3 separate regions of the Gossypium hirsutum genome follow, and regions 1 and 2 are each linked to region 3. The links are chromatin contacts, called in public Hi-C maps. All regions are on one chromosome and are shown on one strand. The core of a region is the stretch at or near the end of the contact, and the rest is flanking DNA. Distances in the headings are between cores, read along the strand shown. Region 1 holds the start of LOC107903715 (tRNA-dihydrouridine(47) synthase [NAD(P)(+)]-like). Region 2 holds the start of LOC107903712 (auxin-induced protein 6B). Region 3 holds the start of LOC107893904 (auxin-responsive protein SAUR22).

Evidence for each region. Hi-C and Micro-C count contacts between places; a contact is called where the count stands out from the background.
Region 1: a Hi-C map of leaf shows a contact between it and region 3, with 5 times the contacts expected there. The contact joins the promoter of LOC107903715 here to the promoter of LOC107893904 in region 3. A contact is called at or near these places in 4 of 34 Hi-C or Micro-C datasets (all in leaf).
Region 2: a Hi-C map of leaf shows a contact between it and region 3, with 2.2 times the contacts expected there. The contact joins the promoter of LOC107903712 here to the promoter of LOC107893904 in region 3. A contact is called at or near these places in 9 of 34 Hi-C or Micro-C datasets (callus, hypocotyl, leaf and 1 more).

The regions. Positions count from the first base shown.
Region 1 is chrA13:43,538,455-43,543,270 of Gossypium_hirsutum_v2.1, reverse strand. It overlaps LOC107903715 (tRNA-dihydrouridine(47) synthase [NAD(P)(+)]-like), which reads left to right and starts at 2,148. Exons shown (of 10, transcript XM_041086141.1): 1 at 2,148-2,599; 2 at 2,754-2,870; 3 at 2,956-3,192; 4 at 3,309-3,552; 5 at 3,711-3,994; 6 at 4,358-4,630. The coding sequence starts at 2,318. It overlaps LOC107903717 (bZIP transcription factor 29), which reads left to right. Exons shown (of 5, transcript XM_016829861.2): 5 at 1-356.
Region 2 is chrA13:43,460,713-43,465,370 of Gossypium_hirsutum_v2.1, reverse strand. It overlaps LOC107903712 (auxin-induced protein 6B), which reads left to right and starts at 2,103. Exons shown (of 1, transcript XM_016829857.2): 1 at 2,103-3,047. The coding sequence starts at 2,286. The coding sequence ends at 2,744.
Region 3 is chrA13:42,839,629-42,844,303 of Gossypium_hirsutum_v2.1, reverse strand. LOC107893904 (auxin-responsive protein SAUR22) reads left to right here and starts at 2,952. Exons shown (of 1, transcript XM_016819048.2): 1 at 2,952-3,495. The coding sequence starts at 3,052. The coding sequence ends at 3,342.

The DNA.
Region 1 (4,816 bases), core at 899-3,398, 700 kb before region 3:
CTGGGAAGCTTTGAAAACCCATGATACCCCCGTTTCTCTTCACCTCGGGTATTCATTAGTTTTCAACGTCCCGACTTCGGAGGATTTCAACCTGCATCAGATATTCTCCATCTTTAGATGATGGGACGAAGTAAAAACATACATCAGCTTGAATAATCATAATATCGGTTATAATCAAATCTTTTTAATTTATTTATTTATGATAGATAAATCATTTTGGAATGTAAGCATTAAGTTGACATACAGGATTTGTTTCATTAACATTACAAGAGTTGATCTTTAACTCTTCTGTTATATTCTTTTTTTTATTTAATTCTCTTCTCATTTCAGTAAAAGAGTTTGGGCATTTCATTTGAGCGACTCTGGTTTTTTTCTTTTGCAGTTTGTTCTATCAATTGATTTTCGATGTACTTTGGGTATTTGCACAAGTTGAGTTTTATTGCACCAAAATGTAGCAAAACCAAACTTGTGAACTGAGAGAGAAAGAAAGCTAGTGTTTTCATCCCATGTATGTGTTTAATCATTCACTAAGCAGGCAGTGTGATAAGATTGGGACTTGGAAGCAATTAATCTGAAATCTTTCTTTTTAAAATATCAGATCAGCAAAAACTTTTATCACAGAAGAGCTTTCTTTGGCATATTCAGAGCATAGTTTCTTGTTCATTTGTAAAAAGTTTGAAACTTACAGAACATTTGGTTGGCTGGCATGAATAGCGAACCCATTCTGGGTTTATTCCAAGGGGAATAATTATTCCATAATTTGGTTTAATAAATTCCTTATTCAGCCGATTTAGAATTTATATCTCATTACCGACAATAACGAATTACTATTCTTCATTCTTACTAAAGAATGGCTGTTCCGCACAACAGCGAATAGCATTTATATATATTTAAAATTTTACCCTCATCATTTCAAGTTAAACCAAGACAACTTTTGTTAAATTTGATTTGGTTTTTTCAATATCATTCTCACTACAGAGGCAATAAAACAACTTTTTCGGTTTTTTCTATTTAAGATTAGCACTAAGGATTTTAAGCCTTTAAATTTTAGGAGTTCACAACAATTAAGAAAACCAAAATGAAGACTTGGAGCGATGGAAGACCACAAAAAATGCAACGGAAGCTGAAGATTATTTTTGTAATCAAAGTTTATTGTTATTTTGTTTTTTGAAAAATCCAGTAGAAAATAAAAAAAGAAGTTACAAGAAATCTGTGATGAAATTCCATAAAGCCTTGACGATGGTTGATAGTGACAATGAGATCAGTTGCCACGATGATGAGTTAAGAATGGAAACATTCTGAACAAATCAAAGTTGGTCAATTAAATTAAATTAAAAAAAAAACCAGGTAGAACTCCAAAAAAAGAAGAAAGAGATAAAAGTAATATTAAAATAAAAATTTTATACTTTTATAAGTAGGATTTTAATAATATTTCTAAATTTTTAAATATGATTTTTAGATTTATTTTTGAAAATTAAATAAATTATTGGTAAATAATGTTATTATTATTTAATGTAAAAGGTGAAATTATTCATTTTCAAATAGTATGTTTTGACATAATATTTATAAATTTATTAAGAAATGAATAATATATTATACTATTAAGTATATTTATAATATATATTACTAAATTGTAATATTTAAATTTTCTACATATATTATTTTTATGAATTATATCAATTTTAATAATAATAGAATAATAAAAATATTATTATTTAATTTAAGGATCATAATATCGTTGAACACTTATTACTTTTCTCTTTCTTACTATCAATCTAGCCAGCTTAATACTATTACTTGTTTATTCTATTCAATCAACTAAACAATATAATATCTATTATTTTTATATTCTATTTCTACACATAATTAATACATTCCTAATTTATTCTATTTTATTAAACCAAACATGGCGATTGGATGGTAGAGTGGCTTAAGAGGTTAGACTCAAGTTCATGGTATGGCTTTAAATCTTTCTAATAATATTATCCTTTCCCTTTTAGATGAAACGACGCCGTTTGCTTTTTACTCTCCACCAAAACACGGCCTCGTTTTCGTCCTCACTCTCCTCATGAAAACGGCATCGTTTGCTTCTCAGGATAACAACGACATCGTTTTGTTTCTCACCGTCCGCGTAGTAAAGGCGCGGCACTTTTGCCCTGTGAATATGTGGTTACCCACGTTATGTACACTTACAACAACAATCCCACTGAACATAAACCCTAATCAGGAGCCACTCCTCGTTACTGGAAACAGAGCTTTAATCACTGCAGGAGATTGACAGGGAACTGAGTGCCCTCACCCAGCGAACTCGCCATCGATGGATGACTGTCCGAAAGATATCTGTGCGGTTACAGACTCTTCGACGGAAGGGGTCCCGGCTTCACAGCCGCCTTTGGACCCGAATGGAACTACTCAACGTTCACCGGAAGAGTTAGTAGCTCGAGCCATTGCACCTGTAAAGCGAGAGTTTCTTCGACCTCCACCATCCTCTAGAACCACCCAAAACAACCCCGCCTCTGACACCAACGTCAAGCAACCTCAGGCAAACGTTGTCCAGGAAAAGAAATCGAAGCGGCAACTCAAACGAGAGCGTCGTCAGGTCCCAATTTTCTTAACCTGATCTGTTTCCCTTTACAAAAGCAATTGTTATTTGCCGGCAGGGAAAAAAATCTTTTTTTTTTGTTGTTGTTGTTGTTGTAGTAGTGGAATGTAAATTGAAAAGTGATCGTTGAAGATTTGTTTTTCTCCTTCAGGAGCAAAATTCTCCTTTGAATCTATGTCCTGAGATAGCAAAGACGGGAGATGTCAATGCATGTTCTTATAAAGATAAATGTCGTTTCAGCCATGACATTGAAGCCTTTATGGCTCAGGTATTTGAATACCCATTTCCTGACTTTATAATTTGATCAAATCTTGCTAATTGGGTTTTTTTAATAGTTTTTTTTTTGTATGTAGAAACCGGCTGATCTAGAGGGTGACTGCCCATTTATAAAAGCTGATGCACCCTGCCCTTATGGTTTAGCCTGTAGATTTGCAGGCACGCATAAGGATAATGCTCCCATTGCTACTTCTAATTTATTGAAGAAAAGCTCTGAAGTCAATGGACTAAGCAAAGATGTTCAGAAGCTTTTGTGGAAAAACAAAATGCGCTTTACTAAAGCGGATGCTGTAGTTAAATCTCTTGGACTGGCGGTACAATGAAATAATTCTTTTATTGGTCCTTATTTCTTGCATTTCTGTTCATTCCATCTTGTTTTATAATCATTATGGTTTATTGTTAGTAACTTGTTATCAACGCGATAATTCAGGGGCCCAACTGGAAAGTAAAGAAGCTGGTAGATAAGGAGGAAGACGAAGTTGGTTTAGATGGTTCTCATGCTGCTGATGAGACCAATTGCAAAAAGGTGCTTGATGATTCAGTTGACTGTTCTGAGTGTCCTTCAACATTTCCAGCAGCAGTTAATGCTGAGGAGGCATGTGAAACTGATGAGTTGAGACCCTTGAAGAAGGCCAAGTTACTGGTTGATGAAAAGTGCTCTGATGAAGGGGAAGGTGATAGACTTCTTGTGGATTTTTTATTCTTTACTAATTTTTGAACTGATTAATCTAGTCTGTAACTCAGTTGTGTAAATTGACAGATGCAACTGTTTTGGAGAATGATAATGAAAAAAATTCTGCTGAAACTGAACTGGCAGATAATGTACTTGCAGAACCTGATAGGAGCCCCAAGATATGTAATTTGAAAGATGCGACTGTTCTTGAGAAGTATAATGAAAAAAAATCTGCTGAAACTGAACTGGCTGATGATGTACATGCAGAACCTGATAAGAGCCTCAAGATACACCCTCGTGAAAAGATGCTTATTGATTTTAGAGAGAAGTTGTATCTTGCTCCTCTAACCACAGTTGGGAATCTTCCTTTTCGTAGGGTTTGCAAAACACTGGGAGCAGATGTGACATGCGGTGAAATGGCAATGTGCACCAACCTTTTGCAGGTATGCATATCACAACTGCCTAGTGATTTTTGGATCAGGGGCAAACTGCTACTTTTTCCTTCCAATAAGTGTCAGAAATTGAAATAATGGGCTGCGGTTAGCCAGTTAAAGTATACCCAAGGGAACGAATAGGCATAATTTTTTTTCTCAGCAAGGCATCCCAAATAAGAAACTAGTGATGTCTTGCATTAACTGGTTTGCTATTAGAATATACATCTTGATTGGAAGCTAACAGTTAGTAGTTGAACTTCTTTTTGGCTAGCTCTTCTGGTGGCCCTTTCTTGTTTTTTACATTTGTTATTACTATAAAAGTGCTTTCTGTGCTTCATATGTTTCTCCGTGGCGCTTATCCTGTGGCAACAGGGTCAAGCTTCAGAATGGGCTCTGCTGAGGCGACATTCATCCGAGGATTTGTTTGGAGTCCAGATATGTGGGGCATATCCTGACACTGTAGCACGTACTGTTGAACTTATAGAAAAGGAGTGTACGGTGGACTTCATTGACATTAATATGGGGTGTCCAATTGATATTGTTGTTGATAAGGGTGCTGGATCTTTTCTTCTCACAAAACCATTACGTATGAAAGGAATCATTCAAGCAGCTTCTGGCACTGTAGATAAGCCTATAACTGTTAAGGTACTTGCTGGCATTTAGATTATTAGTTCATTTGTACATGCCTATGTCATTTACATGTGTGCTCAGTTGCTCACACATCTGGATCTCTTTTTTTTTTTTTCCAACTTTTGCTTGTCAATATTTCTCCTTTTTCTCTCTTCTTTACATGCACTTGTTACAACCATCAAGCAGTTTCAAGATATGTAA
Region 2 (4,658 bases), core at 854-3,353, 620 kb before region 3:
ATTATCAGGAAAAAAGATTATCCCATATATTTGCACTACTCCTCCATATCTGTAAATTTATATCAATGGTTACTCAGAATGATTGAGTTAAGTCTTTTATCTTCAAAAGTTTTGGTGCTTACTTAATCCCTCCCAAAATTTTCGCTCTTTTTACTTTTTTTAATGGATAGTGGGATTCCTTTATTATGATTGAAATCATTCTTCAAAATTTTATAAAATTGAGATCTGATTTACTAATAAAGCTGTTTAGAACTTAAAAAAAAAAAGATAATAATAAAAAATCTCAACTATATGTTGATGGTCTTAACCTCCGAGTTAGGTGAAAAATGAGATGTGCAGCAAAGACAAAGTGGAAGCTAACCTGAAAAGATTCAACTGGTTTTAGTTTAATATAGTAAAACTGAAAGTTGCCTTTGCTTCACCCTTCAACCAAACATCATTCCACGCTTCTTCTGCTAATTTTATTTGTCTATAGAAACAGATACCCATAGAATAAGTTTGAAATAAAAGCAGGCCCCAGCATATATTCCCTAAATCTTGGATTATTGCTTATTTTAATCAGGATTACTGCCTTAAAACAAAAGCTAGCGAGGGAGACAAAACATGAAACGGCCACAGCATGTTTTCTTTATAATTGCCTTCTTTTCATCATAGTTTTTTTTTGGGGGGGGGGGCGTAGATGATGAACATTGTTGTTTGCTCATAATTCATATAAATATCATCTTGTAGCTAGCACAGGCAACCAGTTATGATTTAATTAATTAACTCTATATATATTGTTAGTGGAAAATAATGTAGTTGCATGGAGGAGGTTAGTAGTAGGATTTTGACATGATACAAGGTTTTTGTATTTTAAAGACACACAGAATCTAATCCAATCATATCATTATAACTATCAACCAAATGTCAAAAAGGGTTACAATACTTAAAATAAAAAATAAAAAAATCTCATATTAGTTCACTTTTTAAAAAGTTCTCTGCTTTTTTTTTATTAAATATCAAGTATTTATTTATTTTGTTTCATCTTCCCTTTAAACTTGTTTTTTTTATATTAATAACTTATTTAAGGCTAAGTTAAAAATTAAAAGTTTGTTTTATTTATATAAAAGTAATTAGAATATTTTTTTTCACTTTATTTATTCCTTGTATATTTTTCTCTACTTCTCATGCAATTTTTATTAAAATTAATATAAAAAAATATGTACAATAAAAAACTCGGGATCATGAGCAAAATTAGGAAAGTCTCTTTTTACATTTTTAATTATATACTCCTACTAATATATTTTTCTTTCTTTTATTAATTTAGCTCATATTTTTTTTATAAACTACCAAGTTTATTAAATTATTAATGAGTTTATATTTTGGTCACTTAACTTCAAAAAGCTAAAATTGATTACTGAAATTTTCAAAAGTTTTGGTTTAAGTCATTAAATTATTTGGAAGATTTTATTCAAGTCACCGGATTATTAAGTATTTTTCTTTTTAAAAGTCTAACTAGTAAGTTTCAAGCGATAGTTCCACAATCGATACGGTGGATCAATACGCTCGACAAGTATAATAACATACATTAACTCTAAGTTAATTTGACAGTCAATGTTGAAAATTAGAGAAGAAAACTGTTTGAATTTTGCTTCACAAATTAGCAACATTAAAAATTGTTTCATGAAAAAAAATTAAACTATAAAAGAGAAAGGGAATGAGATGTTTCGATTGGTGTAGACAATGTGATAAAAAAAAAGTCATATAACAACAATTTTAATAGCCTAACAACTTAAATGATCAAAATATAAATTTACCTTAAATTTAATTTATCAATTTCTTTTCAATTCAATTGAAGTCCACACAAACGCTATGAAGATTAATAATTATTTCTCAATTAAATTTTAAATCAGAAATTTAAATAATAATATAAATAGATAATGCACCACTATCAAGAAACTAACTAAACACTAAAGAAATTATGCTTTAATGAATTAAAAAATGGATTAAAGCTAGCTAAAGTCCCATTACCTTACTGTGGATCACATGGCCATGATACCCATGGAAACAGCAGACACAATCTCGTAATTATCTCAAAGTCCAAGGGCAATATCTCTTATCCTTGACCTTATAATACCTCCCTCCGCCCTAAACTTTTAACTCACAAGTAAATTTTATTTTTTCTCACGCCACCGAAGACTTCCTTCTTCTACTGCACTTTTTTTCTTTCTCTCACTTTCTCGGAAAGTATTCTCTTTTCCTTTTAACGTTCCTTGCTCATTTTCTGTCACTTCCTTGGGAAAAGAATGTATCACGGAATGGGAAAATGCCAGAAAATTCGTCAGATAGTTCGGATCCGACAAATGCTGAAGCAGTGGCGAAGGAATGCCCGGATAACGGCCAACAACAACAATAACGGACACGCGCCGTCAGATGTTCCTGCTGGACACGTGGCGGTCTGCGTGGGCACCAGTCTCAGGAGATTTATCGTACGCGCGACGTACCTTAACCACCCCATGTTCAGAAAACTCCTGGTACAAACTGAAGAGGAGTACGGTTTCAACAACGTTGGACCGTTAACCATCCCATGCGACGAGTCGTTGTTCGAGGAGATTCTCCGAGCCGTATCCCGATCCGACTCGGGCCGGTTCTCCACATTCGAGGTTCTTCAGAGATGCTGCCAAGTCGGCATGAAGAATAAACTCGGGGGTTTAGGCGAATCTCGACCGTTGCTTCATGGGGTCGCCGATAAATCAGTGTACTAAAAGCTAATGCAAGCATATAATAAAAACGACAGATCCTCCTTGGTTGACTCAACCAGAGTTGGAAGCGCTAACAGTTTTACTGAGTTGATTAGGTTTCATTATGATTTATTAGAGTGATTAGTGGGTAATTTTGAAGTTCTTTTCCTTACAATGATTATGAAGGAGATGGCAAAGAGGGATTGTTTTTACCGAGTCATCCCGAGTGGAAAAGAGTGACGAAGCTTAAGCATAATTTATTTATTATTTCCATATTGTAAATCCAATGACTTTGAGTTATTATTTTTTGAAATTTTAGAGATATTATATATAATTTGTTTTTTTTTAATTTTTATTTTTTTGTGAGAGAATATAATATAAATTGTAATTTATATGAGCATTGCAATTTTTTTTAAAATTTTTTTTATAGTTTCACTTATATAAAGCTACAAGGTATACATTATAATTGCAAATGATGGGTTGAACCTTTTAGCATTGCAATTTTAGATACCCACAATGCAATTATCATTAAAAGAGGTTAAGAGAATAATACTTTAAAATGGAACCACAATGCTTAAGAATAAATAATTTTTGATTCAATTAAAATAAATTTATAATTAGTAAGAATATACAAAATTTATCAAACTTGCCTGGTGAAAATTTCAAAATTAAATGGTTAAGATCCTTGGTGTTTGAAATTGAAGTTGGATAATGATGATGTATATTGACAAAAGGAAATTTAGTAATGGTACGAGATGCTAAATGTTGTTTTCCATTATAGTAAAAAGTAAAAATTGAAATGCTCAGACAGACGTAACTTTCTAATCCTATAGTGGAACCTTTATAAAGGGAAGATAAGATTAATGTATTAATTAGCTGATGAAAAAGTGTGGAAAAAGAAAAAAAGTGATGATAAGGAAAATGAAATTTGATATTATTACTTTTTCTAATAATCATGGAAATAGCAATGTGATTCATCCAATTACAATTATGCTATTTGGGTGGTTAGGTTATTCATCAAATCACCCTGCCTTTTTGTTACAACATGGAATGAAAGGTATCACGATTTACATGTAAAGGCTGTAAGGAGTCGTTGTAATGGGTGTGATTTATATCCAATTTGTGCTCACAGTCGTTAATCTTGGTACATGATACCCTTCATCAGAGTGGCTTTAATAGATATATCCAAGCTTGAGGTGGGCTCCCTTTCATGATGACTTATGTTGGGTTAGATCAAAATGGGTTTGATTTGACCTTGTAACATGAGGAGTGGGCTGGATGTAATTGCTTTCGGGGTTGATAAACTTGCAGCGTTACAATCATTAAATGAAATTGGATTTGACATGACAAATCCCTTGATGACACTTTGGCATCGCCTATCAAGTTATCTGTGCTGGCATGTCATCTTGGAAGTGTTGTGGCATAAAGGGTGCCGTTGTGTAAATATATAACAATTGTCCCTCTTGATCCGTCATAATTTGATATATCAAATTAGGCTCTTCATTATACTAGATGAGCCTATGTTCAAGCAATTTAAGTGTACTTTCTTTACTTTTGTTATTAATAAATGATTTTATTAGTTTTATACCCTCTTGAGACAAAAATTGGCCAAATGGTGTCATGGGGAACCTAACGACGTGATTGAGTTGGTGTAGGAAGTCGATAATGGCCCGAAATCGAGGAAATCATCATTCAGACTGGATACTACGAATTGAGGTTATGGAAGTCGTGATACCCATAAAGGTGCTAAAGTGAAGAAAATTGAGGTCAAACGCAGTGATATCCTGACACTTAGGATGGGTATCGCGACACCGGGACCCCCAATTTTGATATTGTTTTTGATATCACGACATCGAAGCTTAGGTGTCGCTATATCGTTGCTGGACGAGGAGAAAATTGGCTCTAGGGGTAGTTTTTGTCCAATACCAACCCCAATCA
Region 3 (4,675 bases), core at 1,703-4,202:
GCAGCCAAAATCATCATTATTATACACTATTCATATCATATCCATATCAACAAAATCAATACTCAAGTCAATGCCAATTACCTATTCAAACACTTATATCATCAAGCATTAATTCACAAGCACATAACTTCTCAAATTAATAACTTCAATCACACCATATAGATCATTTACCAAACTCAAAATATAACCATTTGAGCAACTATGAAACCGTAACCACATTTATACCAAAACATACCAAAACATATACATTTATAAGCCATTTCAATTGGCCAAACACATATTAATATTATCGTCTTTTACAAGCCAACTCTCATGGCTAAATTCAGAACCAAAATACCACAACTAGCCTATACATGCGATATACCATATATACATAACTCAAAAGTACCAACTTAGGTGTTTGATAGTGCGATGATGTTCCTGACGACTCCCGGATCCGAGCTAGCTTTGATAGACCTTAAAACATAGACAATTAACACAAAGTAAGCTTCGTAGCTTAGTAAGTTCGTAAGTGAATAGCTCAATTCATCAAATAAATGTAATTCAAACATTTATACATTACCAAATCAAAATCACATTAATCAAAAACCTTTCTCATGTCTCAAAACATGATCAAATACCATCTCATTGAACTTTTTCAATGTAATAATCGAATAGGTTCTGTATGTACCTGTATCACTTCGCACTAACCTCTTTCTTAACCACATCATTTGTTTACCCGTTGAACCATTCAGAATAGAAGTAGGATACTCAAGGATCACACTCGATAAGTTGCTAAACCATGGCCTGTAGCCAAATCAAGGTAACTTATCCCTGAGTACCTATACCATGGCCCGTAGCCAAATCAAGGTAACTCCTCTCTGAAATACCTATACCATGGCCCGTAGCCAAATCAAGGTATCATTCGCACTCGAAATGCCGCTATCATGGCCCGAAGCCAACACAATAACCTAATGACATGTCACTAGCATCCTAAACTATTCCTAAGGTTCAACCGGAAAGTTTCACTCGTCATTTTTATCATCGAACATCTCCGTAAAGACGTATTCACAATTCAAACATTATCTGTAATCTCATAATCATAGTTTATGTAATATCAAACCATTTAACATTCATTTATAATGAAATTACCACATACGAACTTACCTCAGGTATGAAAACGACAGAACGAGTCAATTACTCGATAATCTTGCCTTTCCCCCGATCTAATTCTGGATTCCTCTTTTCTTGATCTCAATCAAGCTATAAATGTGTCGAATGGAAAACCTAATCCCTTGGTCCTCTTCTTCTCTAATTTCGGTTCAAAAAGATGATAATGAAGCCAAATTTTTATTTTGTTTTGTTTATTATAAGTTAATAAACTAATTTACCTTTTTAACCTTAGTAATAAACATATAAAATTATATAATGGATGTCCATTGATGTCAATTAACATTTAAAATGGTCTAATTACCATTTAAGGCCTTCATAATTAAAAGCCAAGGCCAATTAACACTTTTAACTAATAGCATGCAACTTTTGCATTTTACGCGATTTAGTCTTTTTTTCTCAATTTGAGCTATTAAACAATAAAATTAGCTCACAAAATTTTCACACAGACATACAATCATGCTGTAAACACATATAATAATATTAAAATAATTTTTCGACATCAGATTTGTGGTCCCGAAATTACTATTCTTATTTGACTCAAAAATGGGTTGTTACAGGTATTCTAGCTTATGCAAAATCAATTACTATGGCAAGCTGAAGAGGGCATCAGTAGAATGATCAGGGAAGTAATCGGACTTGCTAGAAATTGCCGTCTAAAGGGTGGTGCAAGCTGAATACGGATGGGGTTAAGCATCTATTGAAAGGAAGTGCCTCAACTAGCGGGTTGTTTCGAGACCACAAAGGTAAATGGATTATTGGGTATAGTAGAAATATAGGTATATGTTCTATAGTTGATGCAGAACTTTAGGTTATTATGGATGGTGTGGATATAGCATGGAGGAGAGGTATAAAGCAACTCATGGTGGAGAGTGACAATCTACTTGCAACAAATATGATTAACAATCAAACAAAATAGGTTGGGTCGAGCTTTGTGCGAATCATCAGAGAACAATTAGCAAGGGAATGACATATAAAGGTATTGTATACTCCATGCTCAACAAATATGATTGCAGACTCTATGACAGTTTTAGTAAAAAATGATCATGTTAATTTGAAAATTTATAAATACCCACCCAAATAAATTGCTCTAGAAGTGATACAAGAAAACGCTGGTGACTAATACAAAATTTATTATGATTAATTGTATTTAGCTTTTTTATTTAAAAAAATACCTGGACAAATATGCGAAACTAAAATTTGAGGACTGACTATAAATAACTATTAATTGTCACATAAAATTATATAAGCTAGAGTCAGCAACAGTAGTTCCCTAAAAATTCCGTAACGATGCAAAAGATAATTCTAAGAAAAAAAACCTTAGTGCTTTCGATACCTTTTTTATCCAAAACCAAGAATGGGATGTGCACTAAAAAAAACCTCAAAAGAAAACCTTAGAATAGAATACTGTATAAATGCAAGTGTATAGCCAGCTAGCACCGCATGGGACGGACTGTAGTTCCGTACTTGACACGAATATTTTGTTTAGTCCATCCGTGACAGCTTAGTTTGGACCGAATCCACTCATTACATCAATTATGTTTGATAAAAAAAAAATTACTTCAACATGTTACGGTCAATATTACAAACAGATCTTGCATCACTGACGACGTTGCCGGATATTCCCCAAGTACGGCCCGAGGAGAGAGAGCTAGTGGCTGGTCTACTGCATCATTGGCTCCAATCAAATGAGCCAACCCATGTGACCCTTTGGTGCAGTGGGTCCTCCCAAGGCCAAAATGGTAGCCAATTTGCGTCTTTGATCATCTCCCTTCTCTATAAATAAGAATCCATTATCAGCCTCTTAGCTCCAAGAAACCTGAAAGAATTCACAAGTTACTGCTGCAACCTTAAATTTCAGTATCTATATCTCCTTGTATTTCCCTTTCATTATTTCGAATTATGGGTGTTCGTCTACCGTCCATGATTTCCAGCGCCAAGCAAATCCTCAAGCTGCAGTCTCGTATTACAAGAGACAAACCAGATGTTCCGAAAGGTCACATTGCAGTTTATGTGGGGGAGACGCAAAGAAAAAGGTTCGTGGTTCCAATATCTGTGTTGAACCATCCTTCGTTCAACGACTTGCTTAAGCGAGCGGAGGAAGAGTTCGGGTTCAATCATCCCATGGGTGGTCTAACAATTCCTTGCAGAGAAGATGCCTTCCTAAATCTCACTTCTCGATTGCAGGCCTAATAAGAGATGCAAAGGGCCACTCCTTCACAATTTTGATTCCTCTTTTTTTTTTTTCTTTCTCCATTTGTGAAAGAGAAAAAAAAAGGAGCTGAAAACCAATGTAATGTACAGAAGCAGAGAAAGTTATCAACAAAATTAGTTCTTTGATCTCAACAACATCCTTTCTAATTTTTAATATTGTCAATTATGGGATGACTTTAACCGAGAAAGTAATAGTTTTTTTGTTGATACACTTTTAAGTGGACAAACTAAAGCGGAAACCAAGTGTTTTAAGGATGCTCTTCAAGTTCTGTTAAATTTATAAATTTGATAAAACATTTTAAAGTTAAGAAACTGTTATATATACAAGGACTGATTGTAAATGGTCTCCAAGGAGGACTCTTCTATCTCTGCAAACAGAGATAGATGAAGCTAGGGTGACGAAGAAGGTTCAGATTAGGGACAGCTCCATATCTGAGGATGTGATAATGGAAATAAATTGGTTCAAGGATCTCATGCTGGTAAGTCGGGACTTCTCCGCCGTATGGAAATGGGTTACAGAGCCTTGCACTCCAACATCCAATCTATGTTTGAAACCATTCAATTGATTGATATGGAAAATGATTACGTTTTAGTAAAAAGTTTTGAATTATTAGATTATTGTACCGCTAAAAGGGTCCTTAGGTTATCAATGGACATTATTTGACAGTCCTAACCATGGACTAAAACTTCTCAGCAAAAGAGATCTTTTCTTCTTCTACAATGCTGAGATCAAGATTTCATGGCTTCAAGTAAAATAATATGATGAAGTCCTTATTCGGGAAATTGCAAAGTCGTTGGGAAGGTTCTCAAAATTGATTATTCTACATACTTGGTTTTGGCTGCCGATTCAAGAAATTGTATTAGCATGCTTAAAACAAATAAGCAACGTCAGTTTATTTACTTTCCCTTCAAAATAATTGTTGTAGGAAAGAGTCGTTGTTTGAGAATAGCTTCGTTCACAACAATTATTTTTAAAATAGAGTTTCAGTTAGAACAATTGTTATCCAATGTAACTGTTGTTTGAGAACAACTCCTGCTTTTGTTTAAAATTGTTGTGGATCGACCTTATTAAACAACGAACAAATAAAAAATAGTGGAAGAAATTGATAAATTGAATATACAAATTTAACATGGAAAAACCCCATCAAAGAGGATAAAAAAATCATAGGCAAAGATAATTTTACTATAATGGTAAAAGAATGAAGAGTACAAAAGATAGAGATAAAAAACTAAACCCCGAAACCAGAAAATAAATAACTCTCAAAACGTAAACACAACATTTTCCAAAACTGTTATGACTTCTAATCTTTAT